5 separate regions of the Mus musculus genome follow, and regions 2, 3, 4 and 5 are each linked to region 1. A link is a contact called in public Hi-C, HiChIP or PLAC-seq and promoter capture Hi-C data. All regions are on one chromosome and are shown on one strand. Each heading gives the region's core, a stretch centred on a gene start, on an enhancer-like site or on the middle of the called end of the contact. The rest is flanking DNA. Distances are from core to core; before and after follow the strand shown. Region 1 holds the start of 9530018F02Rik (a long non-coding RNA gene). Region 2 overlaps Gm6657 (predicted gene 6657). Region 3 has its middle 98 kb from the start of Gm6657. Region 4 has its middle 190 kb from the start of Gm24070. Region 5 has its middle 160 kb from the start of Gm24070.

Region 1 (2,523 bases), core at 11-2,510:
TCGGCACGGGAAGCTCATCTTCCGGCCCTCTGATTGGCCAGTTCGCACTCCACTCACTGGTTTTCCCGCTCTGATTGGCCCCGGCAGCACCCCTTCGGCCCGCGACTACTTTGTGTGCCCTGGCTGCGCGGCTGGGTCCTCCCGCCCAGCTCGCCCTCCCGGACGGTCTGTCGGAGGTAGCCCTTCGGCACTCGGCTCAGCATCGCGGGCGTCAGGATCCCCGAGTGCGAGCGGGTAGGAAGCATCCTAGGGAAAAGCCTCTCCTCTCCTGTACTCAATAAACTTCCGCCTCCGAAGGGCTGAGGCAGCAGCGGCTGCGAACGGCCGGGCTTCGAACTCGGGCTCTGCGGGGTTCTTTCTCTTCAGATGAAGACAGAGCCCGCAGGGTAGCCGGACCGCCCGGAGCCGAGGTGGCACTGTGTGCTGGTGCCTCAGCGGATGAGCAGCAGAGAGTACCCCGAAACTAGTACAGAGCCCTATTGAGCCCCAGCGGGGTGCGCCTCTGGGTGGTGGGCCAGGCCGGCCAGGGCGTGGGGAGCGCTGCTCCCCTCAGCCTCCGACCCTCAGGCGGCCTTCGCCTGTAGAGACCAAAGCCGGAGCCCGCGCGCGGCCGCTGTCCGGCTGGAACTCGGGTCCCGCCGTGGCCCGGTGGATGCTGCAGCTCCGCTGTCCACCCGCACAGAGAGGAAGGGGACGGGGCGGAGCCTGTGCACATGCCAGGGTCGCTGGAGGAGGCCGCGGCCGGCGCATGCGCGCCCTCCCCCAGCAGGCTGGGACGCCGAGGGGCGCGCGCCCCTCTCCGCGCGCGCACGCTCGCTCGCTCGCTCCCTCGCTCGCGCCGGCCGGCGGCTTCCCCGCCTGCGCTCCCGGTCGGAGCCACTCCGGCGCGTGCGCGCGTGGTCTCGGGCCGACCCGAGTGGCCGGGTTCTCTGGGCTCCAGGCCCCCGCCGCCCCCTCCCCGGCTCCCAGCCAACCCGTCCCTCCCTTTCCTCACGGAATGGGGCCGGCGCTGCTCGGGGTCGCGCGTCCTGGACCCGGCTCGCGCTCGGTCTCGCGCTGTCAGCCGCTGCCTGGCTCGCGCCGCCTTGCGCTTTCCCTCAGTCAGTGGCGCCGAAGGCTCCGTTAAGCGGCGGCCGCGGTTCCTGTTTCCGTTTCTTCCTCTCCCTTCAGTCGGGAGTAGCATCCTCCACCCCAGCACCCCTCCCACTCTCCCGCCGCGGCCAGCTGCAGCTGGAGGCAGCGGCGGCGGCGACGGGGGACGGCGCCGACCGCCTCGCTCCCGCCTCGGGTAAGGGGGCGTTAGGGAGCCGGGCCCCGCGCGCCGCGGACTCCAGGACGGGGCGGGCGCGGGCTCTGTGGAGCCTGGGCTCGGGGCGCTCCTTCGTCCTCCCGCCGATACCGGGCCTGTTGCTGCAACTGCTGCAGCCGTTGCTCAGCCAGCGGCCCCGGGAAAAGTGGGGAGGGAGCCTCCGGGACACCCCGGCGTAGCCTTGGCCCCTTGGGTGAGGGGCGCCGCGGCGTCGGGCATCCCAGGACCTATGGGATGGGGGCGGGGTGGGAGGTGTCCCTCAGCGAATCTCTGCATCTGCCGCTCCTTGCCCCCGCAGCCGGGTCCCCACGGTCAGACCGTGGGAAGGTGGGTTCCTTTGCTTTGCTTTGCTGTGTGGGCTTCTGGGGCTGGAAATCAGAGTGAACCTGCACAAAGATGCGTTCTGGCTAGTGGCTGAGGCAGGGTAGTTAATGGCCTGGGTGCCTCGGTATCCCCTCCCTTTGATCTGCGAATGACAAGCTGGAGGCTGTGGAGTGTCTCAACTTATTTGGGAAGGTTAAATGAGTCATATCAGCTCAGCGGAGGTCTGTCCTGCTGGAGTTGGGGTGGTTTGTCGGTAGCAGCACCTGTTCTCTGGATGTGGGCTTTGCAATCCTCAGAGACGTAATTCTTAAGTTAAATGGCACTGTCATGGTTAGGGTTTCGCACCCTGGTGAGCTTTTAGCGCTTTGCCTTAAACGTGGAGGCCTTGGAGAAAAGCAAAGAAAGTAGTGTTTTTCCTTGTGTCTAATTCTGCACGTTACTTTTAAGAAAACGCAAGAAGGTGAGCCCAGGAAAACCATATCCTCCCGTACCTCCCGTAGATCACTCCGAACTTAAAGGTTTCAGGGAACAAATGCAATGGAAGTTTTTATCAATTTAAGAGTTAAATTTATCACAAGTCACTGACTTAACTTTGCCTTTGCTCCGTAGAAACTCTTAAGAAGGTTTTATTTTAGTTGTCTTGTTCTTCCTGGGGTTAAGTGCTTATTTATTTTCTTGGTTAAAGTTCTGTGTAATATGCATACTTCTTTTAAAGGGTATATCATATATAAAGTATTTTAGGGGAGAAATTATATACTGAAGCAAAGAAGTAAGATGCTTCTTTTCTTTAAGGCAACATAGGAGTCTCTGACAATAGTACGCTCCTGTACATTGCTGTCCTTCTGATAAGAAGTCTTAATTATAAATACGACAGTATTTTAACACACATA
Region 2 (2,523 bases), core at 14-2,513, 970 kb after region 1:
GTTCTATAGCCTAAGCTGGCCTGGAGCTGACTATGTAGCTCATCCTGACCTCAAACTTCCAGTGATCCTTCTACTTCAGCCTCCTGGGTATCAGCATCACAAGCTACCTACCATGCTCAGCCACAGTTTTCACAAGTAAATTTAATAATAATGAGATAGAAAAATTAACTCTAGAAAGATGGTCAAGCCTGAGGCATGTTTTACCACTCTCGGAAAGTATAACTAACAGGAGGATTCTCTTTAAACTTTCTCCTTGGCTCTATCAAGTACAAAGCATTGGAAAAGGTGATGACTGAGCTGGGTGCTGGAGCACTCGCTATAGTCCCAGCATGCAGGGCAGAAGGCAGAGTAGTGCGAGGGCATCCTGGGTCGAGCGTTCAACTCAAAATAATTTTCCACTGTGATTTACAGGTTTTAAAGCCATGTTATAACATCTCTTAAATTCACTATAGGTGTCACTTAAAATTATTACAAGCTAGAGAAAGCACCCAAGGAGCTGAAGGGGTCTGCAATCCTATAGGTGGAACAACAATATGAACTAATCAGTAGCCCCAGAGCTCGTGTCTCTAGTTGCATATGTAGCAGAAGATGGCCTAGTTGGCCATCACTGGGAAGAGAGGTCCCTCGGCATTGCAAACTTTATATGCTCCAGTACAGGGGAACGCCAGGGCCAAGAAGTGGGAGTGGGTGGGTAGGGGAGCAGGGTGGGGGGAAGGTATAGGGAACTTTCGGGATAGCATTTGAAATGTAAGTGAAGAAAATATCTAATAAAAAAACCTAAAATTATTTCAATATCAAACCTTGAGAAGTTTTAATTCAATGAGAAAAGCCATGGCTCTAGAGTCAGATATATGTGTTGTAGCCCCTACACAACATAGGCAAGTTATTTGATTTTATTTTTTCTGTACCTAATATTTATAGCTACCACAGGTAGCAGGGCACTTTAACAGCCTCTCACTTCGTGCAACCCTTATAACGGCTCTGTAAGGTCTGCAATACAGAACAAGAAGCAAACTCAGAAAACCACAGTTAAAGCTCCGGTTCTGGACTGAATGACACAATGGTGGTATTAAAGTTGGATTTCTTATGTCTCTTCCATTCCTAAAAATTATGATGGGAACCCAAACTTAACTATATCGCGTCAACCTGAATTTGAGCACCAAGATCAAATTCAAGCTGTTTTTAGATATTTACAAATGGGTTGGGAGGCCTGTAATTATGTACTTAGCCCGGTAGGTGGCACCAACCACATCTAAGCCAAGTCCATAAGGAATGGTAACTCAGGAAACGTGAAATGCTGTAGGAGACTCGGCTTTCTGTTACCCCTAGGACAAAATGTGCCACACATTTATAAACCAAATGAAAAATGAAGAAAACAGCCTATTGATGTTTTGTGTCATGCTATATGGCATCAAGATGTATTACTGGCAGCCTTGATTAAACATTAAACATGGTGTTCTGCTGTACAGCTCTTAACCATTATTATTCTCCTTGCTTAACTAGTTCACCCCATTCTGAACAAAGAAACAAAAAATGAAAGCAACTGCCTACTTCCTCCATAATTCTTATCTAACACGTTTTCTCTCTACTACAAATAAGTTAGGCAATTAGGGCAGCAAAGGGAAAGGGCTGGGCTATTACACAAGCACTATTTGAAGGCTGAGCACTCAATAGCCCTTTTGGACGGTGTTCTGGTTCCTCTAGTTTCAAAAGAATTGCATTGCTTAAGCTTGGCTTAGAGGAAAGTGGCAAGAGATCCTGGGCACACCTCTTTCCCAAATCAGGCAAATACAGGTCCTTCCATTTCAGGTATTTCCAGATAGAAGGAAGTTTTCCTCCATGCTCTTGGCCCAAAATCCCTTGTCTCCTGTTGTGCTGTCTGGCTAAGGTAATGGTGCCTTCTATTTTGTTGGCAAATAATAGAGATGTTGTTACAGTTCAAGCAATCACTATTTGGGGAATTCCCTGAGGCCTGGGACTCACCATTACCAGTATCAGTCTTTGCTTCAGGCATCTGATGTACAAGAAATCGTTTCTGCTGTTCACACTCCGGGATAAGCCTTTGCTTCCCCCACCTCACAGAGATATAGCATATTTGAGAGCGTTTACTTAGAATTTGGCTCAGGGTTTGCGTCAGCTCTCCTTGCTTATGTCAGCCTACTTAAGACTGCAGCTTGTGACCTTCATTAATCACCTATCACAGAGAGCACTAAGCAATCTCTAAATTCAGATGATTTGTCTTCGGCAATAATCTTCAGTAATAATGTAATTGTGATATGATACTTGATTTTGACCACCCCTCCCCCATATCCCAGGCTCTTAGCATTTCTTTGAGCTCTCTGAGAAGATACAGAAAGTTCTCCTTAGAAGAACCCGAAGGCTGGATATTGTGCTACTGAAGCCCAGGGAAGTGGAAAATGAATATTCCTGGGAACCTATTTTCTCACTAATCCTCTGTCCTGAAAGCAAGTTATTCCTCTCACCTCTCACCTTTCCTTCTTTAATTTCTCTTCCTGATGGCTA
Region 3 (2,523 bases), core at 16-2,515, 860 kb after region 1:
CCTCACCAACCTCAGCTCACTTCCTTAGCATCATCAAGCTACAGAATAAGAGCAGTTCTCAGGCTCTAGCTGAATGCCATCTGGTGGACATAAAGCTCTGTGAGAGGAGACTATTGCAGATACAAGTGGCTTCTAAGATCCCAGCCCGGCAGTGTTGTCGGTACACAAGGCAGGCTTTAGTTTTAGGAGGATACAAAGTGTGGCCACAAGGCAGGCTTTAGTTTTAGGAGGATACAAAGTGTGGCCACAAGGCAGGCTTTAGTTTTAGGAGGATACAATGTGTGGCCACCTGGAAGGTACAACACAGAGACTCTCAAGAAAGATCCTAGATGGTGTTGATGCTATCCCCACCCCCATCACACCCACATTTTCTTCATTAGAATTTTTTTCAAGCATCAGAGGTTTCTTTAATCTTCAAACATCTTTTATTAAAACTAAAAGGCTTGTGGCAAACAAGCCCTCAGATCTCTCATCTCGTAGCTTTAGCTAAGGTTTTCTGGAGGTAAATAGAGAATAATTTCTTTGGGGATAGAAATCAGGGAGGGCAGGGAATCTTTGGACAGTCTTGACAGGAGGAGACTGGTTGAGCCCAGGACAAACTCCATAGGCACTTCCACTTTGCTTTTATCCAGACCTTGTGAATAAGAAGCTGTTTAGCTGACTTTTTGTTTTGTTTTGAGACAAGGTCCCCTTCTGTAGCCCAGATTGGCCTGGAGCTTAATATGTAACCTAGGCTAGCCTACAACTCACGATTTAAACCAAGACGGTCCTGAACTTTTGATTCTCCTGCCTCAGTTTCCCAAGTATTAGCATTATTGGTGTGTGTTGCCAAGCCCAGGTTGTGAATAGAAAGAACTGTATCCTGAAACTTACAATGAGCTTGAATGGCCGATAAAGCCCATAATTTAAGCGAAAGCGGCAGGCATGCGTATATTTTACATTTTATATATATCTCTGAGGCCATCTCAGCACACACGAGGCAGGGAGTCAGGGGGCGGATAAGAGGGGACTGCTTCGTGGTTTGAGTCCAAAGCAGATGGGGCTTCCTGCCAATAGCCCTGGCTTGCAGCACAGAATTGGAGGCCTGCCTCTTCGGAAGTGTGGCAGAGCCCTGCTTCACTGTGTCTGTTCCTCTTCAACACACTTCCTTCTCCATCTACAGTATTTAGAAATATGAGAGACGACGCTGGGAAGAACACAAAGGCTTTTGCAAACTGTCTCTGGCTTCATTTTCAAAGCTGTCGCTATCAGGATTGGATTTAGCAACTTGGCATTCGCTGGGCAGGACCACCCCTGTTGGCAGCCATCTGGAGTGTCTTGGAGGATTTTTAAAGAGGCATCGCTTGGAGAACATTTTGTAGTGGAAAAGTGTTGGTGTTTAATCCAGGGAGCTTGGGTCTGAGCTCAGTACTAGCAGTTACTAAGTGACTTGGGAGACACGCTAGCATCCCTTGGACCTGCTTCTTTACCAGTTATGTGATCTGGTAATTCCTTAAGGCTTAATAGTAAGATTTAAAAATCTAGGCAGACTCCCGAAGTGTTATCGCTGGGCAGCAGTATCAGGTTACCTGGAAACATAATTAGGAATATACACTTTCACTCCCCACCCACACCTCTCATGAGTTAGAAATTCTGGAAGGTAAAGTGCTCCAATGTGCATTTAAGAAACCCTCCAGCTAATTTTGGTCAAGTTTGAAACCCACTGATATTTCCTTGTGCTGCTTCCTCTGAGTATCTGAGACACGATGAATAGCAATAGGTCAAAAGTGTTCTAGGGACCAACTTGAAAAAGCCAGTAGGAAGCCAACGTGAGTCAAATCAGAGTGTGGACTGGGGTCCAGAGCACGAGAAGTCTGTGTCACTTCCCAAAGCCTTTCATAGCCAACGTTCCAAGACTACAAATGGGCGTCTTCGTGATCTGGTACTCACTGATGTCCACATCAGAAGTGAGGAAAACAAAAGTGTCTTTTGCTGATAATGCCAACATATCTTGACCATTTTTGTCTCGACTCCCCATAGATGTCCGTCATTAACCATCTTCACTGTAGCTTTTTGTTTTTCTCTACCTTTTCTGACAACTCTTCATTTTCTCTAAGTTATCAGGGACAACCTGCAAGTGTGGCGTTGAGTTCCACATGGGAACCATGGTTTCCTAGCAACAGCCAGAGCCTGCTGGGCCATTCTGTGAGTCACCAGCTTGGGGCAGCTCTTGATAAGCAGCATGGCTTACAGAGGATCCTTTGTGGGCACCACACTGGAGTCTGCCAGGCCATGTGTCCTTCACAGGACGACAGTGTCCATAGAGAAACAGGTCACAGATAGGACACAGAGAATGACAAGAGAGTTCTCTCCATTCCAGGCTGAATGGATCTTGCTTTTGACTACTCTTTGGGGGAGTGTTGAGGAAAGATGGGAGGAATCACAGAGGGATGGAGGGGCTCATTTTTCAACATCCATCCCCTGGGCACCCACAGTAGATCTTTAACTAGATATTGGAGCTGCAAATGTAGAGACAGGTCCTTG
Region 4 (2,523 bases), core at 13-2,512, 760 kb after region 1:
TCCAGGCAAATCATTCATTGACTTGTAATAATTTAATGGACATAAGGATGAAGAAAAGGGAGGTATCTGAAAAATAAAAAGTCAGTAGGCATAGGTATGTCGCTTAAAACCTAGGTTGGGAATACAAAATGAGAGAGCTATCAGCTTGGATGGAGTTAGCTAAGGACATGAAAATAGATTTGGTCACCCGAGTAAACTCAGTAGAGTGACAAGAAGAGGTGGCCAAAAGCCAAGCCTCAGAAAACACCATTTACAAAGTGGACAGAAAGAGAATGGCCAAAAAAGCACTTGAGAAAAGAGCTTAAAAGCAAACTAAAAACTCAAGATCATTTGAGGTCACAAGAAAGACAGTGAAAGGACCCTGCTCAGTAGGGTCAAATGCCAGCAAATCGTTAATAATGTACATTTTACAATAGGTTAAGGACCCAGAGACTGAATGACCTCTCTGGGGACAGGTGTGGCACAGAAAAGACTGACTCTGTGATGGTGCTGTGTGACAAGGGGACATGAGGGACAGAGGAAACTAAAGTCCTCGTGACTCGGTTGACTGAGGAAGATACATAAAGGAAAAAACGTTGAGGCAGATAAGCAGGTTAAAGATGTGCTTTTGTTCTGGTGAGAAGCTGAAGTACGCCTTTATGCTGAGAGGCACATGCCAGTCAAGAGGTAGATTGCAACTCTATCAGAGTATAGGAGAGTGGTGGCCTAGGAAGCATTGGGAGTCCTGACTACTTAAAGCCCGGTACAGTCTGTCTGATGTAGAGAACTTAGGCTGTGCAAAAGTTAAAGCACACAGGATGCTGAGGTTCCCGCTTCTCCCACCTCTGTCCTAAAATCTTCAAGGCATCTTCTACGTTCTTAGACGGCTTTTCACACATCTTCCGATCTATTAGGGCAAACACATTATTTTTCTGGGTCAGGTTATTGTTACCTAGATATCTGAGATTTATCAAAGTCCCCAGCACCTAACAGTTCAATAAACACTTGACAAATAAGTCAACCTGAGGCAGTGTCTTATCCCGCTTAGTGCATATCTTCCTGTGGAGACCAGAGAATGGACCACGTGGTAGTCAGGTATAAAGAAAAGGCAGGCTCACTTGCACGGAAGCTCTCTAGGAAAGATTCATTATTCATTCCACAAACATTTACTGAGCGTATGGCGCTGCCTTCAGCCACGGAACAGATGGCCCAAGGCAACCGACACACGAAGCCTCCTCCAAGCTGGAGGATTCCCTACTCCCCACAAATGACAAATCAGTAGCTGTTGCATGCATCCATCTGCTGCGATCTGGAGCCCAGATATTCTCTCCGCCTCTCCAGCATGGAGAAGCAGATCACTACCAATTTTCCTTTCTGTCAACAGGAGTTGAGGAATAGAGTGTGCCGAATTGACATAAGCAGCTCCAATTGCCTTCAGAATTTGGCCTGAAGCCCAATTATATTTTTCTAGTTTGTGCCACAGTACATGAAAAGTACAATTTGTCTCATTTCTTTCCCTTACTTTTAAAAATATTCAAAAAAAAAAAAACTTGGCTGAGTGAAACCAACCAAGCATGTTCTTCAGGAATAACTTTGAGCACAATCATAGCTATGTTATTATGATATATACTCTAAGGCAGATTCAGTTGAAAGAATGTGGATATATTATTTTAAAATTATATGCACATGAATAAAGTATACTGCATACAAATAATTTTAAAATATTGTTGCTAGGTTGAGGATAACTCAAGGTTATAAATACATTCATGTGCACAGGCATGATTATGGTCTTACACACACACACATACACACACATACAGAAAGAGAGGGGGGAAGAGAGAAGGAGAGAGAAATTCATTCATTCACCAATGCAATGTTTTGTAAAAGAATTATTTTCTAAGCTTGTTGTTTGAAATTTGGACTATATATTTTCAAGAATAATGTATGCATATAAGTGGCTTGTCAAGGAATCTCAAAAGGCCGACTTCACCAACAGTTCAGACAAACTAGGTAAAATTGGTCCGGTTTCCATGGGCAGGAGATGTAGTGGTTCCTGCCTGAAATTTCAGCACCAGACTGCCTGAGGCAGGAGGAACACCATGGTTTTGAGGATAGCCTGAGTTAATGATGAGTCCAGGACAACTTGGACGAGAGAAAAGACCCTGTCCCTGGCAGGGTCTCATGCTTAGACACAACACCATGTTCTAATTGCATTCACACCTTGCCTATAGCTTAGTACATATGACTAACTATAAACAGACCCACACCCGTGGTTCGTCTTCAAGAGAACCTAGGAGGGAATACACTGGTAAGATACAGATAAAGCGAGTTTAGACCATTCAGTTGTCTTCTTGGAACAGAAAATAGAAAACATTTTTTCAAACTGATTTAATCACTAGCATCTAAAATGAGAAACAGAGTAGATGCCGTGGATGTATGCAGACTTCAGTTTTCCTCTTCTGTGAACACAGCCCAACACCATGTGACTATTTCTGGCCAACAAACCATGAGTACAAATATATCCTTAAGGCTGAGGCAGGCAGG
Region 5 (2,523 bases), core at 16-2,515, 730 kb after region 1:
CATATGGATTTACTTCAGTATTTCCCAGTTCTCCCCCTGTGATTTTAAAACATATGAAGGTCATCAGGGAGATGGACATCAGTTCCTTGAACCCCTTCCAACGAAAGCACTAGTTTCAGGTGACAAAAAGTTTGCATCAAGGGGAACCTTCATCCCAGAAGCACATAGCATGTAAGCTGGGTGCTGTGAGATGCCAGGAGTGCCCACAACATACCCTTTCCTCCCAAGGCCCCAAGGAAAGTCTCACACCAGCAAAAAAAAATTGTCTGAAGACAATTGACATCAAGTGAACCTCCTTCTGGACAAATCCACCCATGCCCAGGATGGTCCTCTGGAATCCACCTGAAGCCTTAACATAAAGGAATAGGTTTTTATTCACATGTGCTTGAATCTAATCAGAGAAAATGTCATGCTATTTGTGGTGGTTCATGCCTCTTATCTGCCCTTGGGAGGTAGAAGTAATACTATCAGGAGCTCAAGACTCATCTCTGCCACCTAGCAAGTTTAAGGCCAGACTGGACTACATTAAACCCTGTCTCAAAAAAGTAAAGAGAACTTTTTATATCTGGACACCCTAGGGAATGTGGTTCTCCTTAAGTACCACCTTACTCATGCCTACTGATGCTGTTTGTGGTCATCTTCAGCCTCTTAGGACCTAGGCAGAACATTCTCAGTAAACTTCCATTTGCCTAGACTGCTCTCTTCTGTTTCCCACACAGATAGACTGGGGGTCTTTGCCGTGTTGTGGCTCTGTTACAGGTGCTCTACCTCTGACAATGCCTCATCTTGACTAAGACTCCCAAATCAGGATACATTGGTAAAAATCTTTTGAAGATGGCAGGAAATGATGTTGTAAATAAAGAAAAACGAAACAGAAATCAGAAAAAGAAAAGATAACAGGGGGTTGAGGACATCTCCGAAGGAAGACAATTACCCTGCAGTCTATTCTTTCCTCCCCCAAAGGCAGGGGTCTCTGTAACTCTGGTCAACAGGCTATCAGAAAGAGAGAGAGAAAATAAAGAGTTGTTTTTTACCTCTGAACACCACCACTTACTTGGACTTATATGCTATATAACTGATCCTTACAATAGTCCATTTTACAGAAAACTAGGGCCAGGTGGCTTAAGAGATACACTTACGGTTGTGGATTTCCAAGCAAAACATGTCTATGAATTCTCAGCCAGGCTGTTTGCCTCACACCACAATTCCAGGATAACAGTTGGGAAGGAATGCAGGCCCTGTTGACAGCCAGCTGGAGGTTGAGGATGAATCACAGGCTCTGTGGGGCTCCGTGCTTTGTCATGGAAAACGATGTTACATTACAAGTGGATGATCTATAACTCTGAGTGTCTAGGAATCCAGAGGCCGATAGCCATGAATTTTCATAAACTACCATTGTTTAAATTGCCAGTTATGATCTATTAGTGGATTATGAAACTAATTTAATGGTTAGCCACCTCTTCCCTTTTTAAGTGAAACAGAGTTGTAAAGGTCTAAGTAGATCAAGATAAGGTGGGATAAAGTGAAATTAGATGAAATAGTAAAAACAAAACAAAAAACAACAAAAAGTCAGCATTTATCCCACCTAGTAAGGGTAAACACTGTTTTAAAGTAAGTTTGTTTAATGAGGAATAATATAAAATATACTTCTTGCTAGAGGACATGATCCAAAATGATTGAAATCTAGATTCAATTTATAGCCCCACACAGAGCTTTATAACAGGGTTTTACTATATTCCTCCAGATAGTTGCCGGTTTTATATTTTAATTGTGGATGGCCTTTTCTCTGTTTTTTTTTTTTTTTTGTTTGTTTGTTTGTTTCTGTTTTTAAAATATTTTTCCTTAAGCCAAGAATTTTTATCCCATCCTTCCCTGTATCACCTCGAAATGCAGTCCCTTTGGGGAGATTTCTAGTGGCTGTCACAGACAGGGATATGAAAGGAAGAGAGAGGGAGGGAGGGAGAGAGGGAGGGAGGAAGGAAGGGAGGGAGGGAGGGAGGGAGGGTATCATGGTGCTGAGCAGGTCTTCAGAGCATGCTGAGCCTGTAACCTCTGGTTCTCTGAAACAGAGAACAGGACAACAAAACTCTAGCTGGAATGTTGCTGAGGCTCTGGACTCTGGGCAGTAATGTCGCTGTCTGAGAGGAACAGGACTGCAGTTACATCTTTGCTTCTTACATCTCTCCTTGTGGGGAGATGATTTACATAAATGTGTTCTGAGACTTCAAATAAGGATCTGTTGGGGTAGGGATTCTCATTTTAAGGAAGTATGACTAGTTACCCAGGAGAAACTGTGTAAAGTCATAAGGGAAATGAAGTTTTTGGGGAGACTGAGGCCCGAGGCTTCTAGCCTGTTGCTCAAAACCAGCATCTCCAAAGCAAGGTTGTTCCCCTCAGTAGAAGTTTATGCAGGTAAGATAGGAGCTGCAAGAGCCAGATAGACGTCTATGATTCTGGAGTTTTCCTCAGGCAGGTTTCCAATGGTTCCTCCTTCCTCGATGCTCTTGAGAACAGAACTTCTGA

The links. Promoter capture Hi-C pulls out the DNA fragments that hold promoters and counts their contacts. A called contact is a pair of places that touch in the nucleus more often than the background predicts. HiChIP or PLAC-seq counts read pairs in DNA pulled down with a chosen protein or histone mark.
Region 2: a promoter capture Hi-C map of hippocampal neurons shows a contact between it and region 1, with 5 times the contacts expected there. The contact joins the enhancer-like site here to the promoter of 9530018F02Rik in region 1. A contact is called at or near these places in 4 of 39 promoter capture datasets (the 3T3-L1 cell line, hippocampal neurons and second pharyngeal arch cranial neural crest), 1 of 484 Hi-C or Micro-C datasets (muscle stem cells) and 1 of 9 other capture datasets (liver).
Region 3: a contact with region 1 is called in a Hi-C map of cerebral cortex, with 5 times the contacts expected there. The contact joins the enhancer-like site here to the promoter of 9530018F02Rik in region 1. A contact is called at or near these places in 2 of 39 promoter capture datasets (cranial neural crest and hippocampal neurons), 10 of 484 Hi-C or Micro-C datasets (the 3T3-L1 cell line, the N1E-115 cell line, adipose-derived mesenchymal stem cells and 5 more) and 1 of 115 datasets of contacts at active chromatin or transcription factors (craniofacial prominence).
Region 4: a Hi-C map of cerebral cortex shows a contact between it and region 1, with 4 times the contacts expected there. The contact joins the enhancer-like site here to the promoter of 9530018F02Rik in region 1. A contact is called at or near these places in 8 of 39 promoter capture datasets (the 3T3-L1 cell line, 3T3-L1-derived adipocytes, the C10 cell line and 4 more), 2 of 484 Hi-C or Micro-C datasets (cerebral cortex and cortical neurons) and 7 of 115 datasets of contacts at active chromatin or transcription factors (astrocytes, embryonic forebrain, embryonic limb bud and 4 more).
Region 5: an H3K27ac HiChIP or PLAC-seq map of epiblast stem cells shows a contact between it and region 1, with 4 times the contacts expected there. The contact joins the enhancer-like site here to the promoter of 9530018F02Rik in region 1. A contact is called at or near these places in 5 of 39 promoter capture datasets (the 3T3-L1 cell line, hippocampal neurons and liver), 1 of 484 Hi-C or Micro-C datasets (the N1E-115 cell line) and 5 of 115 datasets of contacts at active chromatin or transcription factors (SST interneurons, embryonic fibroblasts, embryonic forebrain and 2 more).

What each region holds. Positions count from the first base shown.
Region 1 is chr12:77,237,966-77,240,488 of GRCm38.p6, forward strand. 9530018F02Rik (a long non-coding RNA gene) reads right to left here and starts at 1,261. Exons shown (of 1, transcript XR_003950200.1): 1 at 1-1,261. It overlaps Fut8 (fucosyltransferase 8), which reads left to right and starts at 139. Exons shown (of 12, transcript NM_016893.5): 1 at 139-234.
Region 2 is chr12:78,204,773-78,207,295 of GRCm38.p6, forward strand. All of the region lies in intron 7 of Gm6657 (predicted gene 6657), which reads left to right. Among named protein-coding and RNA genes, the nearest start is that of Gm6657, 9.0 kb to the left of the region's middle. Within about 2 kb of position 1,264, at least 73 of the 459 cell types and tissues checked have an H3K27ac peak or open chromatin away from gene starts, as enhancers often do. A contact at or near this core is called in hippocampal neurons and liver, where this site is marked.
Region 3 is chr12:78,097,791-78,100,313 of GRCm38.p6, forward strand. No RefSeq gene overlaps it. Among named protein-coding and RNA genes, the nearest start is that of Gm6657, 98 kb to the right of the region's middle. Within about 2 kb of position 1,266, at least 53 of the 459 cell types and tissues checked have an H3K27ac peak or open chromatin away from gene starts, as enhancers often do. A contact at or near this core is called in the N1E-115 cell line, cerebellar granule neurons, cerebral cortex and 1 more, where this site is marked.
Region 4 is chr12:78,000,774-78,003,296 of GRCm38.p6, forward strand. No RefSeq gene overlaps it. Among named protein-coding and RNA genes, the nearest start is that of Gm24070, 190 kb to the left of the region's middle. Within about 2 kb of position 1,263, at least 4 of the 459 cell types and tissues checked have an H3K27ac peak or open chromatin away from gene starts, as enhancers often do. A contact at or near this core is called in cerebral cortex, where this site is marked.
Region 5 is chr12:77,971,111-77,973,633 of GRCm38.p6, forward strand. No RefSeq gene overlaps it. Among named protein-coding and RNA genes, the nearest start is that of Gm24070, 160 kb to the left of the region's middle. Within about 2 kb of position 1,266, at least 33 of the 459 cell types and tissues checked have an H3K27ac peak or open chromatin away from gene starts, as enhancers often do. A contact at or near this core is called in SST interneurons and epiblast stem cells, where this site is marked.